3 separate regions of the Mus musculus genome follow, and all the other regions are linked to region 2. A link is a contact called in public promoter capture Hi-C data. All regions are on one chromosome and are shown on one strand. The core of a region is the stretch at or near the end of the contact, and the rest is flanking DNA. Distances in the headings are between cores, read along the strand shown. Region 1 holds the start of Pcnt (pericentrin (kendrin)). Region 2 holds the start of Specc1l (sperm antigen with calponin homology and coiled-coil domains 1-like). Region 3 holds the start of Mcm3ap (minichromosome maintenance complex component 3 associated protein).

Evidence for each region. Promoter capture Hi-C pulls out the DNA fragments that hold promoters and counts their contacts.
Region 1: a contact with region 2 is called in a promoter capture Hi-C map of erythroid cells, with 13 times the contacts expected there. The contact joins the promoter of Pcnt here to the promoter of Specc1l in region 2. A contact is called at or near these places in 1 of 39 promoter capture datasets (erythroid cells) and 1 of 484 Hi-C or Micro-C datasets (muscle stem cells).
Region 3: a promoter capture Hi-C map of pre-B cells shows a contact between it and region 2. The contact joins the promoter of Mcm3ap here to the promoter of Specc1l in region 2. A contact is called at or near these places in 3 of 39 promoter capture datasets (cranial neural crest, pre-B cells and second pharyngeal arch cranial neural crest).

The regions. Positions count from the first base shown.
Region 1 is chr10:76,441,259-76,444,462 of GRCm38.p6, reverse strand. It overlaps Pcnt (pericentrin (kendrin)), which reads left to right and starts at 1,551. Exons shown (of 42, transcript NM_008787.3): 1 at 1,551-1,898. The coding sequence starts at 1,845.
Region 2 is chr10:75,210,426-75,213,992 of GRCm38.p6, reverse strand. It overlaps Specc1l (sperm antigen with calponin homology and coiled-coil domains 1-like), which reads right to left and starts at 1,920. Exons shown (of 16, transcript NM_153406.3): 1 at 1,774-1,920.
Region 3 is chr10:76,467,406-76,471,103 of GRCm38.p6, reverse strand. Mcm3ap (minichromosome maintenance complex component 3 associated protein) reads right to left here and starts at 2,202. Exons shown (of 29, transcript NM_019434.3): 1 at 1,890-2,202; 2 at 1-1,155. The coding sequence starts at 1,049. It overlaps Ybey (ybeY metallopeptidase), which reads left to right and starts at 1,990. Exons shown (of 5, transcript NM_172550.4): 1 at 1,990-2,330; 2 at 2,718-2,947. The coding sequence starts at 2,738.

The DNA.
Region 1 (3,204 bases), core at 302-2,801, 1.2 Mb before region 2:
TGCTGGGTATAAGACACGTGCCACTATACGAAGCAGGGATTTCCTTAGTGAGTGAGGGGGTAATTTAGATCCCAGAACCCACATCTGTTGACGCACAATTGCCTGTAACTCCAGCTTTAGGGCATTTAACACCCTCTTCTTACCTCTAAGGATACCTGCCAGTTCCACACAGAGACACAAACATACTCATAGTTCAAAGAAATAAATATTATTAGGTATTTATTTATACTTTAAAAATTATTTTATGGGTACCAATGTGCGCCACATGAGTTTTTGGTGCCCTCAGAAGCCAGAGGTGTGCATCAGATCCTCTGAACTGGAGTAACAATTGTGAGCCACCATTGGGTACTGCGAATCAACTGGGGGTTCTCTGGAAGAGCAGCTAATGCTCTTAACTGCTGATCTCTCCAGTCCTTTAAGTTTTGATATGTAAAATATGACCGACCACCCTTCAAACATTCCTTAAATATTGCATGGCTCAAAGACTGAGACCAACATATCCTAGAGGATAGGTCTGTCCAGAGGGACCCCCACCCACTCAGTGTTTTCATCAGTGCAAGAGACACTTCCTAAGAGGCTTGAAGTCTTTTGAGTCATGAAAGTGAAACAATTTATTTTTTGGATCTTGTAAAGTTGGGTGTCAGCCTAGAGAGAAGGCAAAAACGGCTGTCATGCAGATTTGGTATAAAATAGGTTTTATAGCCCTTACGGCATTTCCCTGTTCCCAAATTCCACACTACTGAGTTCTTCAGGAGGATTCATTCTTATAGGCATTACCCTCTCTCCAGCTTCCCTATCCTATCCGTGCAGGATGCAAAGCTCTTGACATATATCCTGGAGCTCAGATCCTCTCCTTTTATGTTAGTCATGTTAACAGCCTGCAACGTTTCAACCCAATGATAAATTAATAAATGTTAGGCAAGAAAGAACCTGCTGCCGGCTAGGGAATCCAAGGGCCCAATCCTCCTAATTTCCTGTAATCCACCGATGAGCTTTAAACGCGCCTCTTACTACAAATGGACCATAGTTTCTTTATTTCCTTATGGCAGAAAGACTTTCCTGGTAGAGGTGATGGATGGAGTGAGAGTCAGGTGCCTGAACACACAGCGACTCTGTACATTGAAGCGTGTGCGTGAATGCAAAACGGCCCTGGGTGGCAACTCTGGGGTCCACTGGGGACAGCGGTCTAAGTTTTAGGTGTCATTCAATGAGTAACTCTGGCTATACTCTGTTCTTTGGATTTGGATTGAAGACAGGGGACCGTGTTCAGGAGGGGCCGAAGTGGTCAAAGAAGGGAAGCAGGACTCCCAGTTGACTGCACCTGAGAACCAAAAGTGGGGGCTGGTGGATCCTAGAGGATGCCCCAGTGTTCGCAGAAACACATCGCGACAGAAAAAACGACTTTGGCAAAGTGCGGGAGAGAGTGCCCAGAGCGCACCGGAGGCATGGAGAGCCGCTGGTATGTAAGTCCTCCTCCTGTCGGGAGAGGGCGATAGGTAGCACCGCCTCGGGAAAACGGTTTGTCCAAACCTTCCCGCCGCCCAGTCGACGAACGCCCGCGAGCCCCGGGAACGCCGCGCCTCGCTCATTGGCGTGGATGAAGAGGGTGGAGAGCGTCGGCGTACCAATTGGGGACCAGAGAGATGGCTCTCCGCCCTTGGAGCGTCAGCGGAGCGCGCGTGCGCAAGGCCACACGGGGCTCCGGATTGGCGGGGCGAAGCTGACAGTTGTGTGTATGGGGGGTGGGGAGGCGAGTGGGTGAAGGGAGGGAGTGTAAATAGAGCGAAGGCGGTGTCGCCGCCGCCCTGTCACCTCCGAGCGACTCGCCGGGAGCCCAGGTGGAGATGGAAGACGAGCAGGAGCAGCGGCGCAGGAAGGTGGAGGCTGGGAGAGCCAAGGTTAGACGGTAGCATCCTTCTCTCAGCTTTGCGGTGGGGAAGAAATCCTAAAGCGGTTCCGGTGCTCAGACCGCCGCTTGACACAAGCGGTGGCGGTGGAGCAGTGGGAACTGCCGGGCGCTTGTCCTTCCCGCCGCTTCTGCGGAATTCACTTCCTAGGCGCCGCCATCTTGAATCCAGCGCCCTCTGTCTCGCTCCGCCCTATTACACCCACAGCCAATCAGCGTCAGAGACGTACGACTTGTAGGTGGGCCCGAGCGCCATGGGCGGGTCCTGGTCACCTAGCATTCTTAGTTGTTGTGCTTCCGGTGCTCAGGCACTTTCCTGAGACTAAACTGTCCAAGGCTTTTTAAAGACCGTCTTCAGACTTTATTTTCCCAGGGAACCAAGAACTTTGCTCCCTAGTGGTGTCCTGTTGTTGTATTTCGTTGTTCGCTCTCTGGCCGGGCCCCACAACTGCCATACTACCGAGGGTCCTCTTCTCACCTCCTTCTGCCTCAGATTTTGAATTTGTTTGAGACTCTACCCTGGGAACACTTGTGGCTGTTAAGATAGTTGTTTTGTTTTTTTGTTTTGTTTTGTTTTGTTTTTTTCGAGACAGGGTTTCTCTGTATAGTCCTGGCTGTCCTGGAACTCACTTGGTAGACCAGGCAGGCCTCGAACTCAGAAATCCTCCTGCCTCTGCCTCCCAAGTGCTGGGATTAAAGGCATGCACGACCACTGCCTGGCAAGATAGTTATTTGAAAGGTGATGGGGATTCAGAGGAAGAGAAGGTGCGAACATTTTGGAAGTGGATCTCTGGCCAGCTATCATGGCTGTGGAACCAGAGGCTGTGTCCCTACCCTGTACTGTCAGGACAGTATAGCTATAGCCTTCATGAAAGGGCTGTGTTGATTTTGTGGTTCGCCTAGTAACAGCAATTCTTCATTTGTGTCAACAACCCCACCACCACTATCACCCTGCACCCACTTCGAAAAAACATGCAAAATACACAGAGGAAATGAGAGCACAGCAATGTCAGATTACAGGTGCCGGCCAGAAGCCATTGTGGCCCTTATGGGGTATAAGCTGGGCACATGTAGATAGACACTTTGAGAAATGAGGGCATGTGAAGTTTAGTACTTCACCAGGGGAACTGGTGTCTGTACTTGGGTGGGTTTGTGAACCCAATTAGATATCCTTAGGGAGATGGAGGCTAATGAGACGAACCAGAAGGCCACTCATTGAAGGTTCATGGCCAGAGACCAAGTACATGCTGCAGAGGGCGAGCTCTGAGGCAGACAGTTGCATTCAGTGGAGAAGGCAA
Region 2 (3,567 bases), core at 671-3,170:
TATTTTGAATGATACAAAGACACCTTCATACTGCTTTTCTATGGTACAAAAAAAAAAATCACTTTCTTGCTGAAAATGTCAAGAAGATTCCTACATACCTGGGATATACACAGACAAGCATACAAAGCATTCTCAAGCTATCTAAAATTTCAAAAGGTTAGGACACTATTTGGTGTACACTAGATCCAAAGGGAAAATGAGACATTTTTAAAAGGGGGAAAAAGGGAAGGGGGCATCAGCTCTTTCTCAATAGGAAAGAAAATGTAACGAGACCAACATACTTTTTTCTCCATATCCCCTTCTATATTGGTTGGATATTTTGAGACATTACTTCAATTTTTATCAAGCTGGGGAGTAGATATAGCTTAGCTATAAAACACTTATCTAGCCATATTCCATGCCCTTAATACCAAAGATGGGAGAGTGAAGTTATCCATATACGACTCAACCCTCAAGTACACTTCCATCGTCAATTGCTTATATTATCCCAGTACAAGGAAAGGACAAGAGAAAAAAAAAAAAAAGAGTCTGTACAGAATTCAGCACAGGCGTATTGCTTTTCAAACTCTTTCCATTCCTGACATATTGAAAGAGGACCAACCGAACGGTGCCTTTAATGCCTATGCAACAACGCTGGTGCCTCATTCCAAACCTTTAGATAGAACTGTTGTTGCCTGTAGTCCACAGCTGATTTCACCTCAAGATTTAGCTTCCTGAATGACAAGAAGCCTTCCTGGGCTCCGCGATTTGTTTTTTGTTTTGTTTTTGTTTGTAGTTTGAGACAAGGCCTTACTCTGCAGCCCAGTTGGAGCTCATCCAGCCTTGGCCTCGGGATTACAGGTGTAGGCCAAACTTTACGATTCTCTGTCATGACAGTCAAAGGGTGCCCCCTCACCCCGCCGCACTTTAGGACTGATCTTCAAGAGAGTGAAAACAAAAACAAAAACAAAACAAAAAACAAACAACAAAAAAACCCAAAACAAAACAAAACAAAAAATCAAGGATGCCTGCATTTGAATGATCACAGAAATTTTTGTTTGGTTTTAGGCGGCTAAGCCCACCAGAAACCGATTTCTTTTCTAGTGTTCTCTGGGGTATCGCCACCATCTATCTATCTCTCTCTCTCTCTATCTCTCTCTCTCTCTCTCTCACACACACACACACACACACACACACACACACACACACACAAGCCTCTAATGAAAATGCACACACACACACACACGCCTCTAATGAAAATGCAGCATTTCTTCAACAACACACAGAAACATCCACATCCAATCTGACATAATTAGCCAAGTCTCAAGAATAAAGAACACTGCCAGCTTCCAACAGCCAGGTCCTAACACTGCAGGGCGCAGCCTTCGGGGGACCTCCGCTCCTGCTCCCCACCCTCAATGCACCAGATGGGGAGGCAACCTGTCCCAGCCCAGGGCAAGGAACTAGGATGAATGCCCGGTCTCTCCCGACACCACAGGGAACACAAGCACCAGGGTCGCACCCAGCCTCTCCGCAGGGATGAGACCCCCAGCCAGCTGGGTACCACGCCAGCCTGGGTTCCCGGGGGATCTGCGGGGCAAGCTGTGAGGTCCGCCCGGGCAGGAGACGGCGCAGGCGCGGGATGGCTGGGGATGGGGGGGGTGACGAGGGGGGACAGCGCAGGCGCGGGGCCGCCAGGGTCTGCGGGGCCGCCCGGGCCTGGCCGCGCGGGCGGCGCTGAGGAGACGAACGTGCCCGCGGCACAAGCGGAGAAGACCCTGCCCCGGCTCTTACCGCGCGGCACCGCCTCGCTCACTCGCTGGCTCCGGGCTGGGGCCGGGCGGCGAGCTCGCCCGGTGGCGCGGCCCGGTCCGTTGAGTCCGGCCTCAGGGCAACAGCCAACCCCACGGCGCCGCTCCCTCGGCCCGCCCTGTCTCCCTTGCGGCTCCCGCCCTCCGCCCGCCCCTTATCCACCGGTGCCGCCCCCTTCTACTCCCCGCGCATGTGCCGTGATCGGCGCCTCCCTGGGCTGCTACTGCGCAGGCGCCAGCTGTCACACCTCCTCTTCGCGCTGAGTTCTGGACCGCGCACGCGCTGTGCTAGTCGGCGGTGCAACTAGATAACTGCAGTCTTTTGTGCTGGAAGTGCTCCTAGTCTCTCGTTTTTCCTCCAAGGCAAATAGGTCCGCTCTGGTTGAAATGTATGTTTACAGTGTGCTGAACCCGACAGTTGAGAAAAATGCACATGCCAGGCACCCATTATGTTCCCAGCACATGAGCAACACCGGTCCCTACTCCACCCATTAAAGGGAACAAGATCACTAGCATTATAAAGTTAAAGAGTTCTATAAGCTTATGTAATTCCTGTGTAGTTTTTATTTTACTTTTTAAATTTGTAAATGGCTCTATTACTATAATAAAAGCACCATGACCAAAAGCAACCTGGGGAGGAAAGGGTTTATTTGGCTTACAACTCCCAGGTCACACACCATCACTGAGAGAAGTCAGGGCAGGAACTCAAAGGAACCTGAAGGCAGGAACTGAAGCAGAGAAGCTTTGGAGAAACACAGATTGTTGGTTTGCTCCTCATGCCTTGCTCAGCCTGCTTTCTTATATCATCCAGGATCCCCTAGGGGGTCACACCACATCCTGGTGAGCCTGGCCTCTCCCACATCAATCATTAACCAAGAAAATGCCCTATAGATTTGTATATAGGCAATCTAACAAAGACATTTTCTCAACTGAAGTTCCTCTTCCCAGATAATGGTAACTTAGATCAAACTGACAAGACCTAGCCGGAACATTATTCTTTGATGTTTTCTTTTTAAGAATTTAATCTCTGATTCACTGGGCATAGTGGAACATGCTTTTAATATCAGCACTCAGGAGGCAAAGATGGATCATCTCTGTGAGTACCAGGCCAACGTGGTCTATATAGCCAATTCCAGGCCAGCCATTGCCACATGGTGAGACCCTGTCTCAAATAAATTAGCAAATAGATAAATAAATAAATAAATAAATAAATTTAAAGATTTTGTATATGGATATTTATGTATATGAGTACACCGTTGTTGTCTTCAGACACACCAGAAGAGGATGTCAGATCTCATTATACATGGTTGTGAACCACCATGTGTACACAGGTTGCTGGGAGCTGAACTCAGGAGCTCTGGAAGAAGCCAGTGCTCCTAACCATCTCTCCAGCCCCCCCCTAAATAAATAAATAAATATCTCTGAATGCATTTCTAAGAAAATTTACATGCCTCAAAATTCAAAAATCACCATTTCAACATATTCAGTACCCTACAATTCCTCACATAGTTTCCACTCCTCAATATCAATATCCCTTGACATCATTTATGAACAGAAGCAAATATTTAAATTACGATATGCACTATTTTACTACCTCAATACACAGATGGCATCACACTGTACCTCTTGATCTTTAATTCTTCCTTCTTAACCAGCAGAGCCACAATACATTAGTACATTGAGCCAAAAAAAAAAAAACAAAAACAAAACCTGGCTTTGAACCTTGGATGCATTACATAATAGTCCCTTTGCTTTCTGGTTTACCCACTACAAAACA
Region 3 (3,698 bases), core at 953-3,452, 1.3 Mb before region 2:
AGGCGGCCTGCCTCTTTATTGCTTTTGAAGACCTCCTGTATTGTCCGGCCAAACAAAGTACCTCCCCGGGGTCTGTTGAGGCGGACTGGCCGTTTATCTGGGGGATGGTCGCCCCTGGACAGGGGATCAGGGTCTTCTGCTGCCTCGTGGCAATGTCTCCTCGGGGAGCGATCCTGGTCCTCTTTCCTCTTTAATCCCTTCATGAGGGTGGGAAGTGGCTCCACCTGGGAGATGGCTTCCTCACATCCTTGGCGGAGGCTTGGTTTGTTAGCTGGGAAGGGCTCCCCCAAAGATCCTGGTGACGCTGTGGGGAAAGTACTGAAGCTACTGTTTGAGCTTCCAAACGCTGACGTAGAAACCCTCTTCTCTTCTTCTACATTTTGGTTAGACAAAGGAGAGGCAAAGGCAGGAGTATTACTAGTAACTGGTTTCGAAAAGATAAAACTTGAGCTAGTCACCGAACTATTTGTCACCTGTGGGAAAGAAAAAGGGGTCAGGCCTCCAGACCCGCTACCAACGGGATGGGAAAATGTAAAAAATCCAGAAGAAATCTGGCTCTGGGTTTTTTCTGGCTCTGACTCAGGCCCCGGTATCGGTTTGAAGACTGCATTTTCCAGAGGTTTAAACTTGAATTCCGTCTTCCGAAAGCCAGAACCTGCTACTTCTCCGGTTTCTGGCCCAAAAGTAGCGCCACTTGGGAAAACCCCAACACTAGAGGTTGACTTAAAGCTGAATGCCGTATTGCCGGGCACAGAGGAACTCGAAGTAGCTGCGAAAGAAGGTGTGGATTCGAGACTAGAGAAGAGTCCCACACTTGAGGTTTGGGTGAGTCCAAATGCTGGCAAGGAGGAAGAATGGCTTCCTCCAGAGGGTGTTGCAAAGCTTGGTACTTGTGAAAACGCCAGGCTCTTGCTGGGTGTGCTGTTCTGTCCAAAAAGGGAAGGCTGGCCAAATCGAAATGGTGATTTAGTCTGATATGTTCCCGTGGTGCTGGAAGATACCGCAAAAGCACTGGGCTGCTGCCCTCCGAAGGGGTTCACCGGGTGCATCTTCAAGCCAATTATCTGAAGGCAATAAATATGGACTATACACAAGTAGCTCTCCTCTTTAAATTATCTGTTGCCAGGGGAAGCTCTCCTTCATCCTCAGGATGACCTGGAAAAAAAAAAAAAGGTTAGGACATCACAGCATATTTTGCTCCAACTCTTAAATCACAGAAATTCTAAGACAATTATTTAAAAGGCAAGGGCACAACGGGCCGCCGACCACTCACAGATCAACAGGTTTTGGACACAGGGTATTAGAAATGGATTATGGTGTAAGGGAGGTTTAAAGATTTTTTTTTCTTTTTCTTTTCATTAAAGACAAGGTCTCGTAAAACGGGCTTGGTGGCGCATGCCTTTAATCCCAGCACTCGGGAGGCAGAGGCAGGCAGATTTCTGAGTTCAAGGCCAGCCTGGTCTACAAAGTGAGTTCCAGGCCAGCCAGGGCTATACAGAGAAACCCTGTCTCGAAAAACCAAAAAAAAAAAAAAAAAAAAAAGACAAGGTCTCGCTTAGCCCAGGCTTGCCTCAAGCTTACTACAATCAAGCACAACCTTAAGTTCCTTTCTTCTGCCTCGGTCTCCCTTCTGCTGGGACCACAGGTGTGCTCCAGCAGGCTTAGGTGAAGCCTGATCCGTTATGATTAAAATAAAAATGCAAAGCATTTTATTCAATTGATACCTTCTCGGGGAAAAAACAAGCAAACAAACAAACAAACAAAACCTCAGTAATAAGACGGGAACACATCACTTATCAGATTCTTGCGATCTCCAAGGCAAAATAAATAAATAAATAAATAAAAACACAAAAACCGTAATTTAAAATGTTACTGCTTTGGGTTCCTACCATCTCATTTTTCTCCCGGTAACTCGAACTTGCGATGCCCTGGTCTAGAAATAATAGCTTTTTATCCCCGATGCTTAACACTCCGGAAGCCGGCCGCTAGGTTAACAGACGCCTTCGAGCGAAGACTAGTGAAGGCCTTCAGCAACTCGGCAAAGACACAAGGGACAGCGGAGGCCGCGGAGGGAGGAGCAAGTCCGCCAGATACGGCCACTGTCGCCAGCGCTTGTGCTCGCCCACAGTCTGCGTGCAGCCTCTACCGGGCCCACCGCACCGCAACAAACCGGCCACTGGAGCGGGCTCTTGGGTGTGCGCTACGGACATCAAATTTGTAGGACCAACTTCCGGTCCTCCGCATCCGGCTTCCGCTCTCTGGGGTGTGCTGCTGCTGATCTTCCGGCAGGCGGCCCGCCAGACCCCCGACCTTCTTCACGGTCGGATTCGGTAAGTGCACGGCGATCCCGCATTGTGCGGCGTGGAAGCCCCTCGTTCGTGCGTGGATCCTCCAGCCTGAGTGCCCGAGAGACGCTGGACCCACAGCGACCCCATTTGCTCACCCACACTCATCCTCACCTGGTCCTGCACCATTGCAACCGCCCCAAACCACTTGCCTTATTCTGCACGTTGTGCCCAGTCTACCCTGTTTATTAGTTTCCTAGGGTAAATAAAGGTGATTTCCCTTAGCATTGCCACCAGATAAATCCCATCAAATAAAGTTTTATTGTGAGCGCGTGTGTGTTTTTACATAACTTATCACTCTCTAGTAGTTACGGGTCTTTTCTCGAACTTTAACCACAGGTTCCTTCCAACCATTTTTTTTTTTTTTTAAAGGGCTGGGTGTTCTTCCCGAAATGAGTTTGGTGATTAAAAATCTGCAGCGGGTGGTCCCCATCAGAAGAGTGCCACTTCGCAGGAAGATGGATTTAGTCAGGAGTATCTTAGGAGTGAAGAAATTTGACCTGGGGATCATCTGTGTTGACAACAAGACTATTCAGAACATTAATAGGATCTACAGGAATAAAAATGTCCCAACTGACGTGCTTTCTTTCTCATTTCATGAGGTAAATATGTATACCTCATATTTAAAATAAATATATATGTATGTATATATGTTCTTCTCGTACAGCTTACCTTCCTTCCAGAATAGTTCCTGTTAATTACATTACAGATCTGGTTATCTTTGATTTTGAAGTTTTCTGGAAATGCACTGAAGTCTAGCCTGGTGTGACTGTGCATGCCTTTAATCCCATCTATCCAAGAGGCAGAGGCAGTCGAATCTTTGTGAGTTCAAAGCCACCTTTGGTCTGCCTGGTTAGTTTAAGGCCAGACAAAAGCCACATAAGAAGCCCCTTTCTCAGCCGGGTGGCAGTGGTGGCACACACCTTTAGTCCTAATGCTTGGGAGGCAGAGAAAAGCAGATCTCTGAATTCAAGTCCACCCTGGTGTTACAGAGTGATTAACAGGACAGCCAGGGCTACAAAGAGAAACTCGGTCCAAAAAAAAATCCTCTCTATCTCAAAAACAAGCAAATAAAAAACAGAAATGAAGCAATATGACATAGACCCATTAAGTATGTCTAGCCCTAAACATCACAATTCCTCTATGCAGGGACCACTCTCACTAACTCAGTGCCCTCAGGAAATTCAAATAAGAGTGTCTGCAGTTTTAAGTGTACCTCAGTAGTAAATGCTTGGACAGAAAAGTAAAAACTGGTAAGCATTATCAACAGATTCCCTTGCGATAGATAGCTACAAGGAACCACATTGTCTAAATAGCTTCCCCCATTGTTAGCAGAAGAAATGGGAATACTCC